Linked DNA regions of Gossypium hirsutum: region 2 is linked to region 1. Evidence: chromatin contacts called from public Hi-C data. All regions are on one chromosome and are shown on one strand. Each heading gives the region's core, a stretch centred on a gene start, on an enhancer-like site or on the middle of the called end of the contact. The rest is flanking DNA. Distances are from core to core; before and after follow the strand shown. Region 1 holds the start of LOC107926750 (SCARECROW-LIKE protein 7). Region 2 holds the start of LOC107926679 (pentatricopeptide repeat-containing protein At4g36680, mitochondrial).

What was found. A called contact is a pair of places that touch in the nucleus more often than the background predicts.
Region 2: a contact with region 1 is called in a Hi-C map of leaf, with 2.4 times the contacts expected there. The contact joins the promoter of LOC107926679 here to the promoter of LOC107926750 in region 1. A contact is called at or near these places in 2 of 34 Hi-C or Micro-C datasets (both in leaf).

The regions. Positions count from the first base shown.
Region 1 is chrA12:15,651,707-15,657,827 of Gossypium_hirsutum_v2.1, reverse strand. It overlaps LOC107926750 (SCARECROW-LIKE protein 7), which reads left to right and starts at 2,952. Exons shown (of 2, transcript XM_016857686.2): 1 at 2,952-3,103; 2 at 3,211-5,471. The coding sequence starts at 3,245. The coding sequence ends at 5,089.
Region 2 is chrA12:15,958,040-15,964,160 of Gossypium_hirsutum_v2.1, reverse strand. It overlaps LOC107926679 (pentatricopeptide repeat-containing protein At4g36680, mitochondrial), which reads left to right and starts at 2,835. Exons shown (of 1, transcript XM_016857570.2): 1 at 2,835-4,631. The coding sequence starts at 3,141. The coding sequence ends at 4,382. LOC107926667 (splicing factor U2af large subunit B) reads left to right here. Exons shown (of 14, transcript XR_005906664.1): 5 at 237-307; 6 at 388-435; 7 at 537-596; 8 at 678-738; 9 at 825-937; 10 at 1,016-1,462; 11 at 1,565-1,700; 12 at 2,010-2,077; 13 at 2,211-2,506; 14 at 2,549-2,613.

The DNA of each region.
Region 1 (6,121 bases), core at 1,703-4,202:
AATAAGATTCATGATACTACTTTGATAGAGAAAAAGAATAAGTTGACTATACTAGTGAGCCATTTTTTCTCTATGATTATAATCTCAAACTTATGTATGAGATTTATAAGGCATTCTCTTTTGGTGTCATGAAACTTGAACTTGTGACTGCATAACCACCGTCAACTTGGACCTTGAGTTATACTTAAACCCACGACCGTATAACTATCGTCAACTAAGAGCCTTAGTTATACTTAAACCTGGTACTGTATAACCACCGTAAATTGGAAGCCTTAGTTATACTTGAACCCATGATCGTATAACCAAAATAAACTAGGAGCCCGAGTTGCAATGTGACATCTTCTAAGGTGATGGTGCATTCCCCTCACGATAAATTAAATGTGTGAATCTTCAAGTGCCACTACATCATTGTGAACTAAACATACCTTAAAACTATTACAATTTCTCCTTAAAACACAAACACAAACAAACTTTCCCTTCCAAAATTTCAACACCCAGGAAAAATAATTAAAACAAAAATTGTTTTTCCTAAGGGACGGTGGCTAAGTGAGTTGATGGAGTAAAGGGAGCAAAATCCTCTTTATATAGGCAACAGAGGGAAAAATTTTAAAAATTATGTAGAAGCCCATAACCATCCAAGATTCCCAAGATGGGATGTTTGAAATTTATTTTGAAATTCTCAGGTTCTAAAATTTTATCATGGGATTCCTTGTTAGAGTTAAGGTTAGGGTTTTGTCATACAATTTGAGAGAAATTGAATGAAAAAATTGTGAATAAAATAATAGAGAGAATTGAGAGAATATGATTGAATGAAGAAAAAATAAAATAATTAGGGTGTATATAAAGAATAAAATAATCGTTGGGGGCAAAAATGTAATTAGCTGTTTGAAATTTTAACCGTTGTAAAAGATTTTTTTCCGATCAATTTATATTTTTTGATTGCTGGGTAAAATGACCATTAGACAAAAATGCCTCTTAATTCTCTAAAAGGTAAATTACACAAACAGTTGCTCAACTTTGGAGTACAGTCATTCAGGTTTCAATTCTGTCATTCAACTTTCGAAAAATAATAAAACAGTCACCACTAACCATTTTCAATTATATGCGTAACGCAACTACCGTTTTCCGTTAGATACTTAACAGAGTTGTCATTTTCCATCCCCCTATCACTACTCTCCCATCACTCTCCCTCTTTCCCACCATCCCTCCTCCTACTCTGATTCTTTCCCTTTTCCCGCCGCCCCTTTGCTAACCCTCTTCCCCTACTCTGATAATTTTACTCCCCCTACCATCCAACGAATTTACAATCATAGAAAATACATACACAAATTGACTGATTAGAGGAAACTTAGATATGAGCAAAGAAAGAAGTGGAAGAGTTTGGTCTAAAATACCATAGATTTGGAGTAGAGTTGGTACCACTTGCATTTCTAGTTTGCCAAAACCTCAAGATTGAAGATTGGCCGATACCTTTCATCCTTTGAATTGTCACCCCATCGCCAAGCTCACTGAGTTTGAGTTTTCAATCTTTGGAAACTATTGGGACACTTGTGTCATGCAGTTGAAAATTAACTTTGAATGTGTCTATGCCCCAATGACAATAGCCTTGGAAAACTGGTGCTTCTAAAGTGCACGAGATTCTAAACTCTCCTATCCACTTTCATCGGCTCCTCCTCAAAACCATAGTTTAAATCCTAAATTGTTAATTGTGATTGGTCTGCATGTTCTTCAGCTTCTTCTTTGGTTTCAATTTTCTAAACACTTCATTTTATCTCATTTTACATTGTTAATTAAATTATCAGCCATGCCAACTAAAAGATTCAAACTTTTTCATTTATTCTGCAGAATTTACAAGATACTATCCTCTTCAAGTAAAGTTTATCATAGAATACACAAAGATATGAAAAGGGTTCCCTTTTATGTGTTTTTAATCTTTAAATTCTCTCACTACCCCCAAACCATAGAAGCTTTCACAATATAAGCTTCAAAAATCTAATAAAAATTGTCACTTTATACACAAATTATACAGTTTGAATACCAATACCTTAACTGTAAATGTAATGACTCTTACAGTACTAACACCCTGTAATGCATTTTTTAAAAAAAAAGGAATCCATAAAGGAAAAAAATGATAAGAAAAGACAACCAATTAGTTAAAAATTCCCAACAGATTTAAATTATTTAGAAAGAGAATCAAAGCAGTAACTTTTTTGTAACGAAAAAAAGTTGATGTCATAAAAGGAATTGAAACCAATGTAATACAAATGATACAATAAATAAATAAGCAATAACATCAAGCTTAAATGGAAGAGAAACGAGAGAGATGTTTCCTTACTTACTTTTATTATTACTAACATTTTAGTTGTCTAATTAGCGAAGTTTTAGTTCCTTCAAGCGAGAGAGAGGTGAAAGGAAATGCCAAAAAAAGGTAGGGAAAAAATCAGAGTAAGGGAAGAGGGTTAGCAAAGGGATGGTAGAGGAAAGGGAAATAATCAGAGTAGGAGGAAGGATGGTAAGGAAGAGGGAGAGAGAATCAAAGTAGGCAGATGAATGATGGGGAAGAGAAAGAGGGATGTGAGAGCAGTGATAGGGGATGGAAAATGGTAGCTCCGTTAAGTATCTAACAAAAAATGGTAGCTTCGTTATGTCTATAACGGAAAATGATTAGTGGTGACTTTTTTATTAATTTTTAAAAATTGAGTAATTAAATTGAAACTTAAATAACTATTTTGTCTAAAATTAAATAACTATTAGTGTAATTTATCTTTTCTAAATTTTAAAAAAAACGAGGTAATTAACTTTTAAAATAAACTTTTTGACTAATTAACCCTCTTAATCCACAAATATTTTAAATCAAATTCTCATTCTATTTTGTTTAAAATAAAGAGGGACCAACTTGTCTTTATGCTTAGCGGCTATGATATAAGGTCCCACTTGTTCATTTGAAGCGACTCGACTCAGCGTTCCCTACTTCTACTGTTTTAGGTATCGTTTTTTAGAGTTGCACTTCTCCAAATTGCTTTCTTTCTCTTTCTCTCCTTTCCTTGAGCAAAATCCAAGTTTGTAGACCTTCTGCTTCAGTTACCGTTGGGCCTACACTTTTGTATGTACTATCTTTCTTCTCTCTCTTCTTTCATGCTTTAAAAACTGGAAAAAATTTCACTCTTTCGCTGATCCTTTCTTTGTTAATTGTGGGTAATGATAGTGCAGTTAAAACGATTTTCCGTCGAGGTTTGGCCGGAGAATGGCATATATGTGTGCGGATAGCGGAAATCTAATGGCAATCGCTCAACAAGTTATAAAGCAACAGCAACAGCAAGAACAACAACAAGAGCAGCACCACCACCAGCAGCAACAGCTTCTTGGTGTCAGTCATGTTACTTTAAACCCTTGGCCTAACAACCCCCACCATGGCGTCTCCAACTCTCCCATTCTCGGATACGGGCTTTCGGGTCCAGGTTTCACTGACCTGTTTCAGGGTGATACTGGAGAAGGGTTTCAGTTCCCTAACATGGGGCATCATCATTCGAGTGGGTTTCGATTCCCGGATTTTGGTGGTGGTTCGGGTGGTGAGTTTGACACCGACGAATGGATGGATTGCTTAATGAACAGTGGGGATTCAACGGATAGTTCAAATCTGCCGTCTGGTTGTGAAGTATGGCAGAACAATGCTGATTTTGGTCTTTGCGGTGCTGATCCATTTAGTGCTTGCCCAAATTGTCTCAGCGTGGCGTGTCCTACGCCGTCTGATCTGAACCGAGTCATTTTCCCAACCGAGGCACAGAAAAACCTTAGCCCTACTCTTCAGTCTCAGCACCAGCTACCTACGTGGTCCCCATCCCCATCCCCTCCACCACCACCTCCTCCTCATGTAGCCGTTAAAGAAACCAAAGCAAGCAGTCCTCCGAGCCAGACCCCACTCACAAACGATGCCGCAGGGGTCTCAGCTGATTCCAGCGAGATCGAGTCAGCTCCCCCGCTTTTGAAAGCTGTACTCGACTGTGCTAGACTCTCTGACTCAGAACCTGAACGCGCGATTAAATCACTGGTTGAACTCAGGGAGTCGGTATCTGAACGTGGAGATCCAACTGAAAGAGTGGCTTTTTACTTCACCCAAGCCCTCTATAGCAAAGTCTCTCTTCCAGCAGAGAAAAGATTGAATCTGCTCGAAACAACGTCGGAGGACTTCACTCTGTCTTACAAAGTATTGAACGACGCCTGCCCTTACTCCAAGTTCGCTCATTTAACGGCAAATCAAGCGATTCTCGAAGCTACTGAGCGAGCAACCAAGATTCACGTAGTGGACTTTGGAATTGTTCAAGGAGTTCAATGGGCTGCTCTTTTGCAAGCTCTAGCGACCAGGTCAGCTGGAAAACCCACCCGAATTCGTATTTCGGGTATACCTGCCCCGGTTTTGGGATCATCTCCAGCTCCCTCCCTTTATGCTTCCGGTAACCGTCTACGCGACTTTGCCAAGCTTCTGGATTTGAATTTTGAATTCGAACCGATTCTAACTCCGATTAAGGAACTGAAGGAGTCCTGTTTCCGAGTTGATGATGATGAGGTATTGGCTGTAAATTTCATGCTTCAATTATACAATTTGTTAGATGCTACTCCGGTGACCGTGGAAGCAGCTCTCCGTTTGGCTAAATCATTGAACCCCAAAATCGTGACATTGGGCGAGTATGAAGCGAGTTTAAATCGAGTGGGGTTCGTGAACCGATTCAAGAACGCATTGCGGTATTACTCGGCCGTATTCGAATCGTTGGAACCGAACTTACCTCGTGATTCACCGGAGAGAGTTGAAGTTGAGAGACAGTTACTGGGTGGGAAAATCGGGGCGATTATTGGAGCAGAAGAAGCAGAAAAGCGAAGGGAACGGATGGAAGATAAAGAGCAATGGAAGGTATTGATGGAAAGTGCAGGTTTTGAAACGGTAAGCCTTAGCCATTACGCGATAAGTCAAGCGAAGATTCTGTTGTGGAATTATAATTACAGTTCTTCGTATTCACTGATAGAATCCAAACCTGGATTTCTGTCATTAGCTTGGAAAGAGGTGCCTTTACTCACAGTTTCGTCGTGGCGTTGATGATGATGATTAAGGGGATTGTTGGTAATGAAGGATGTAAAGTTTTCCACCTGGTCATTTTTCTCTAGTGTGGAATGGGACAGCTCTGGTGAAAATTCAAGTGCAATAATTGAGAAGCTTCTTAGTTATTTCTATCATGTATCATCTTTATTCTGATATTTTCGTTTTCTTTACCATATTAGTTGTTGGGTTTGGAAGTTTCAGCATGACAAAAATTGTAATATATGGGGAATGGAAGTGGTGGAGAGATACACATTTCCCTTAGGTGTCAAGGGCGTTCGATTCAAATAATGTTAGATTGTTGGAAATATTGTAAAATTTATGCAGTTTGTTTGCCTCATTAACATTTAAATGATTAGAAGTGTCATTTCGGATTTGTAAATTTTTCACATTTTGTTAAAGATTTTACTTTTTGGGTGTATGTTTTCTTTAACCCCTAAAATTACTAGCAAATAATGTTCTCTCTTGTCATTCTCTAACTCGAAAGAGAAGCAGTAATCGACGGGACATCTTCGATTGTGCCATTACAAGTCGAGTCTTGTTCTGATCTCTAGTTGACGCCTGAAGCCGTAACCTTACTTGTATCTTGTGTTGCATATGGGATTGATTTTAGGTTTGGTTTTATTATTATTATCATTATAAAAGGTTCTTGTTCTCTTATAATAAATGGATATTTGGGTCGATACAAGAATGAATTTCCATAAGAGAAAGATTTAAGGTAAAAATAGGTTTTGACCCAAAATAAATCTCGAATGAAAATATATAAAATTGATGTGTTCTCATTGCATTTCTATATTTATTAATAATTCATGTAATAATATTTTGAACAAAGGTATGTTATGGAGTAGAGGCGTGAGATAGTGAGACTATCAGGTAAACCGTCTTTAGATCTATAGTTGGATGTTTGATTAAGAAAAAATCTTGTATTTGAACAGTGATTTTTCTATATTTGGTATTTGATGACTACCAACATTGCACAGAAATCGTTTTCCCAGATTAACACTATTACAGAGACTGTGAATCACCTTGCAA
Region 2 (6,121 bases), core at 1,586-4,085, 310 kb before region 1:
ACCGGTTTAATGGTATTGTTCGTCTTTCCACTGGCAACTATTGCCTTTTTGGGTAGTCTTACAAGTATTTCCTCCAGAACTTGCTTATGGTGTGTTCTTTTTCTTTTTATCTTTAAGAGGTTCAGATATGCTATAGGATAGGAGGCATAAAAATCCTTCTGCTGAATCAGCCGCTATAGGAATAAAATCCTTATTTATAATTATATCCTAATATGAAATCTGAATTTCATTTGCAGTCCAGATTCCAGGGAATAATCCAACCCTACCTGGAGTGTTTCCAAACATGTTTCCTCTGGCAACTGGTCAGGTATGTATTTCTCTCGTGCGTATGTGATAGTTGTGAGGTCCTGTGTTCTCGAACTTGGTATAAGTTCCAGCTTTTTGCAGCAGTTTGGTGGTCTCCCTCTTATGCCAGTTCAGGCAATGACTCAGCAGGTTTGGTGGATTATGCATACATTTTTAGTTTAGAACCTATTTACTTGAGAATAATTTTCATAAATTACAGGCACTTATATGATTTATCGTTTCATTTTCAGGCTACGAGGCATGCTCGGCGCGTCTATGTTGGAGGGCTTTCTCCCACTGCAAATGAACAGGTGTTACTCTGCACTATAGTTAAACATTTCATTTTATTGGTTGCATTTATTGCTAGAACTGACCTAAATATTATATTGCAGTCAGTCGCGACTTTCTTCAGCCAGGTTATGGCTGCAATTGGTGGAAATACTGCTGGTCCTGGTATATGGAGAAATTTTTTGATACATCGCAGGACTGGAATACCTGCTTTATGTCTCTAGTCACTCATCCTTTTCTGTTACATTCAGGGGATGCTGTTGTTAATGTCTACATAAACCATGAAAAGAAGTTTGCTTTTGTAGAGATGAGATCAGTTGAGGAAGCTAGTAATGCGATGGCTTTAGATGGGATTATCTTTGAGGTATTCTATATTCTTTAGGATCTTCATACTGAAGTCATTTAAATACAAGAAATTGTAATGACTTGTCTGAATTTCTAGGGAGCACCTGTGAAGGTTCGGAGACCCAGTGACTACAACCCTTCGCTTGCTGCAACTCTTGGTCCAAGTCAGCCCAGTCCCAATCTTAATCTAGCAGCTGTAGGTCTATCTCCAGGGTCTGCTGGTGGGCTTGAGGGTCCAGACCGCATTTTTGTGGGGGGGCTTCCATATTACTTTACTGAAGCGCAGATCAGGGAGTTGTTAGAGTCTTTTGGACCCCTTCGAGGTTTTGATCTAGTAAAAGATAGAGAAACTGGAAACTCAAAGGGCTATGCCTTCTGCATATATCAAGATCTGTCAGTTACGGACATCGCTTGTGCTGCTTTAAATGGAATTAAAATGGGTGATAAAACTCTCACTGTTAGGCGAGCAAACCAAGGTGCTACCCAGCCTAAACCTGAGCAAGAGAGCATCCTTCAGCATGCACAGCAGCAGATTGCTTTGCAGGTAAGATTAGGTAGTGCTATTTTTATTTCTAAAATTTACTCATTTGTTGCAAGTATCGTCTATACATGATAGGCTAATTTGCAGTGTCTTTGTCCTTTACAGAGGCTTATGTTGCAACCACAAGGTGTGCCCACAAAGGTTGTGTGCTTGACTCAAGCAATTAGTGAAGACGATCTTAGAGATGATGAGGAGTATGGGGACATTGTTGAAGACATGAGGCAAGAGGGTGGAAAACATGGTAAAATTATTCTTAAAACCATTTGGTCCATCCTTGTTGTACCTGACCCTCCTTATTAAGTTTTTAAAGTTATTTTAACATGCTAAGTCCTGTATACTTTATTAATTTCCGTTTTCCCTTTTGTTTATATCTCCGTTTTACAGCTCTTCTTGTTCGCTTCTGTTATTAAAGAGTCAAATTTAGCAAATTAAGCTTGCACAGACAGAAGACACTAATTCTTTATCTATATTTTCTTCACACTGATTTCTTCTAACTAATTCCCTGAATAAAGTTTTATGTGGATTCGAAATTTTCACACGTAATATGCAGGTGCATTGGTGAATGTTGTCATACCCCGCCCGAATCCAAATGGTGAATCATTACCAGGTGTTGGGAAGGTCAGTGCTCTATATTTGTAAGAAATCCTGTTGTTTTAGTTATCGACCTGCATTAGCAATGTTTCTGCTAGTTGCCCCTTATTCATTTCTTTCCCTTAGTTACTGACTGACCGCAATTGCTTGGTATTTGAAGGTATTTCTGGAGTACTCAGATGTGGAAGGTTCCCGAAAAGCCCAAGCTGCAATGAATGGAAGGAGATTTGGTGAAAATCAAGTAATTGCTGTGTTCTATCCTGAGAACAAATTTGCACAGGGGGAGTATGATGGCTAATGAGCCATATCTTATCTGCTACGCCTATGATGCAATGTAGTTGTACGAACTGGTTCTTTATTCGTTTAGGTTTTTAGAGTTAAGATATAGACAAGGTATAAGAAATTTATCCATGACTCCCACCTCTTATTGTAATTCTAATGTTGGTTTTGTACCTAATGCCAATTGCCAGGTTTGTGACATGCTCTCTCCTCTTCCAAATGTCCTTTAGTTTGTATCTCCTGCATTTCTTAATTTGGTATCAAGGATGAAGAAAATATTAAAATTCGAACCAGCTTTAGGATATTTATTTTGTGTGTTGGCACTGGAATTAAAAGTGAGATGAAATATCAAATAAAGGCTAGTTATTTGTATTATAAATTTTAAAACAAACGAGTACATGTTTTCTTTATCATCTTAAAATTGAAGTTTATTTTTTAAAAAGAAAATTATCTAGAGATAAAACCCTATATTTAAAATACAAGGTTATTTTGGGTCACTCGTAATTCAGTGAACATTTCCATGTTATACGTTCATTTTCACAAAGGGTGCCATTTCCAAGTAAATTTTAACTATCCAAAAAAAAAAAAAAACTCGCTCACGTAACAAATATGTAATATTGATTGGCCAATAAAGATTTGAATGATCGTGTTGTGTGTATAAAGAAATAAGAAAAAATAATAATAGAAGGTTAAAAATAAACTTAACGAAGTTCATTAGCAAAATTCTCTGACCATTGATTTTAAGCTGCTCTGCTCCGTTCCCACTCTAAAACCCTAAAACCAAACCCTAACAAGTCTCCTACCAAAAAACATGTCATCTTCCATTCGTCTTCGCCACCTCCGCCACTTTTCGGCCACCTCCAATGCCGCTGCCTCCTCCGCCGCTGCCTCCTCCGCCGCTTACTCCTCCATTTCGGTTTCCCAAGCCAAAAGCAAACTCCGCACTGAGTACGACCCTGACAAAGCCCTCGAAATCTACTCTTCCGTTTCCAAACACTACTCTTCCCCTTCTTCTTCCCGCTACGCTCAAGACCTCACCGTCCGCCGCCTCGCCAAGTCCCGTCGTTTCTCCGACATCGAATCCTTAATAGAGTCCCACAAAACCGACCCCAAGATTTCTCAGGAGCCTTTCCTCTCTACTCTCATCAGATCCTATGGTATCGCTGGCATGTTAGATCATGCCATCAAAACTTTCCATCAAATGGACCAATTTGGTACCCCCAGATCAACCATTTCTTTCAACGCCTTGCTCTCCGCTTGCAATCAGTCTAGGCAATTTGACAGAGTTCCCCAGCTGTTCGATGAAATTCCCAAGAAATACATTGGTCTTTCACCAGACAAAGTTTCCTACGGGATTTTAGTTAAATCTTATTGCGAAGCGGGTCATCCCGAGAAAGGGCTTGAGGTTCTAAGAGAAATGGAAAGGAAAAGCGTGGAGGTAACTGCAGTTACCTCTACAACAATTTTAAACGCATTGTATAAGAAGGGAAAAACGGAAGAGGCAGAGAAGTTGTGGTTTGAGATGATGAAGACTGGTTGCGAATTAGATGTTGCTTCTTATAACGTTAGGATTTCGAATTTTCAAGGCGGAGAGCCGGAGAAAGTGAAGGAGTTGATTGACGATATGAGCACCCTGGGGTTGAAACCGGATACCATTAGTTATAATTATCTGATGACTTGTTTTTGTAAGAGAGGCATGTTGGATGAAGCTAAGAAGGTATATGAAGGATTGGAAGGTAATGGGTGTAATCCAAATGCGGCTACTTTTCGGACGCTGGTGTTTTATTTATGTTTAAATGGATTGTATGAGCAAGGTTATAAGGTGTTCAAAGAGAGTGTGAGGTTGCATAAGATTCCTGATTTTAACACTTTGAAGCATTTGGTGGAGGGATTGGTGATGAAAAAGAAGATCAAGGATGCGAAAGGGTTAATCAGGACGGTAAAGAAGACGTTTCCTCCCAACTTTTTGATAGCATGGAAGAAGCTCGAGGAAGAACTTGGTTTGGTTTCTGGTAATGCTGAAGCTCGTGAGGCTAAAGAATCAACAGGTTAGAATTGAGATTTTAGCTGTTATTTTGCTGGTGGTTTGAGTTAGCTGCTTTATATTCTTTTGCAGCTAAGAATGATTAGATGAACTATGCAATCCACCATAGAAGTTTGAATGATGATAATATTTTTTTTCTTAGATAGTTTTACAAAAGGTCAATTCTGCTTAATTGTAAGGATTAATTTGTGTTACTCTTTTGCTATGTTTTTGTTTCATTGTTCTACTTGTTTTGGAATGAAAAGAAAATTCTAATAATCGAATATTCTGCTAAAACTATTTACTAGTTTTGTTTTGTTCGGGACATTGAGCTTTGTTCTATCCTTCTTTAAACTTCTTGATGAATATTTGGTAGTCCAGGGGCTGTTAAAAATTTCATTTATTTTTACAGTGTCTGATAAATAATTAGACAATTACTCGTGGCATACCTTGTTCTGACGTACAAAGATTAGTTTTTAACAGAAGAAATTGATAATTTTTTTAATGAAAAGATCAATTTTCTCTTTGATCTATAGTATGAATCCTAGTTCAAGTATCTCCATGAGACTTCTACCTGAATATTTTCAAAATATTCCCTGCTATTTTGAATATATGGCTGTCCTGCTAAGAACTGTCAATAAAGTTTATAGTTTCTACAATGAAAGATGATATTAAATGTTTCCGGTAGAGTGTGTTGGATTCATGTGCTGTGTCTGCTACCGATGTGTTCGATTTTTATATATATTTTTTCTTTGTAAGATCATGTTTGTCCAAATATACGTTGAAGGCATACTTTAAGAAAGCACGTTGATTAGTTCTCTGAGCAAAGGAAGATCATACCTCCTTAGGTTTTAAATTTGCCCGTAGCCATTAGCTGTTTTTCGCCAATTGCCAAGATGATATATCGATTTTGTTTCAACTTGGAACTTACAATGACAAAATTAATTTTAGTTAAAAGAAAAAAAATATAGGAGCAGATTGTACATTTCATAATTTTTGCATTATTGCTTATCAATAAATTATCTCGGACATTATAAAATATGATAGAAATATGTTAACTTTCTATTTCACAAATGGTTATAAAAAGCCCGAGACACTTCTTTGCTACTCATTCGGCAACTTTATTTGTCTCTCTACCAACAAAGGAGAAAGTAGTAGAAAATGGAACACAGAGAAGATCGAATGTTCAGTTCAATTGTTGAAGTGCCCAACAGTCGCTTTACTAAAAAAAGATTGAGATGAGAAATCAACTTTTGATTATCAAACTCGAATATGAATCTATATTCCTAGCCAAAAAAACACAGCTCGGGTAGCCAATGCTTTTGCAACCTCAACCAAAGACAAAGGAACTATACCAAACCCCCATCAATCAAGTCGTTGCAATGGTTACAACAACCGACACCAATACATACACTAAAAACAGGATCAAAAGAGGCATCACAATTCAATTCTTTTTTGTACAACATGATTCGAACCCAAATTATCCCAAGAGAAGGTGAACACTCGACCAATAAGACAACTTGGAATTATCATCACAATTCAACTTAATAATTGAAGCATTTGGCCCTTGCCAATATGCAAGAGATCTCTCACCTAGAGATGGTTTCTTTGATACATCTACAGATTCATTAGAGCAAAGCAAAATCATGAAACAAGTGCTGCCACACTGAAATGGGATCAAAACTCGACCCACCAAAGACCAAGCAAATTTAAACCTTCCATAAGTGCTAACAAAGAGTGTTTAAAAAGACTTTGGGAACAAAACAATC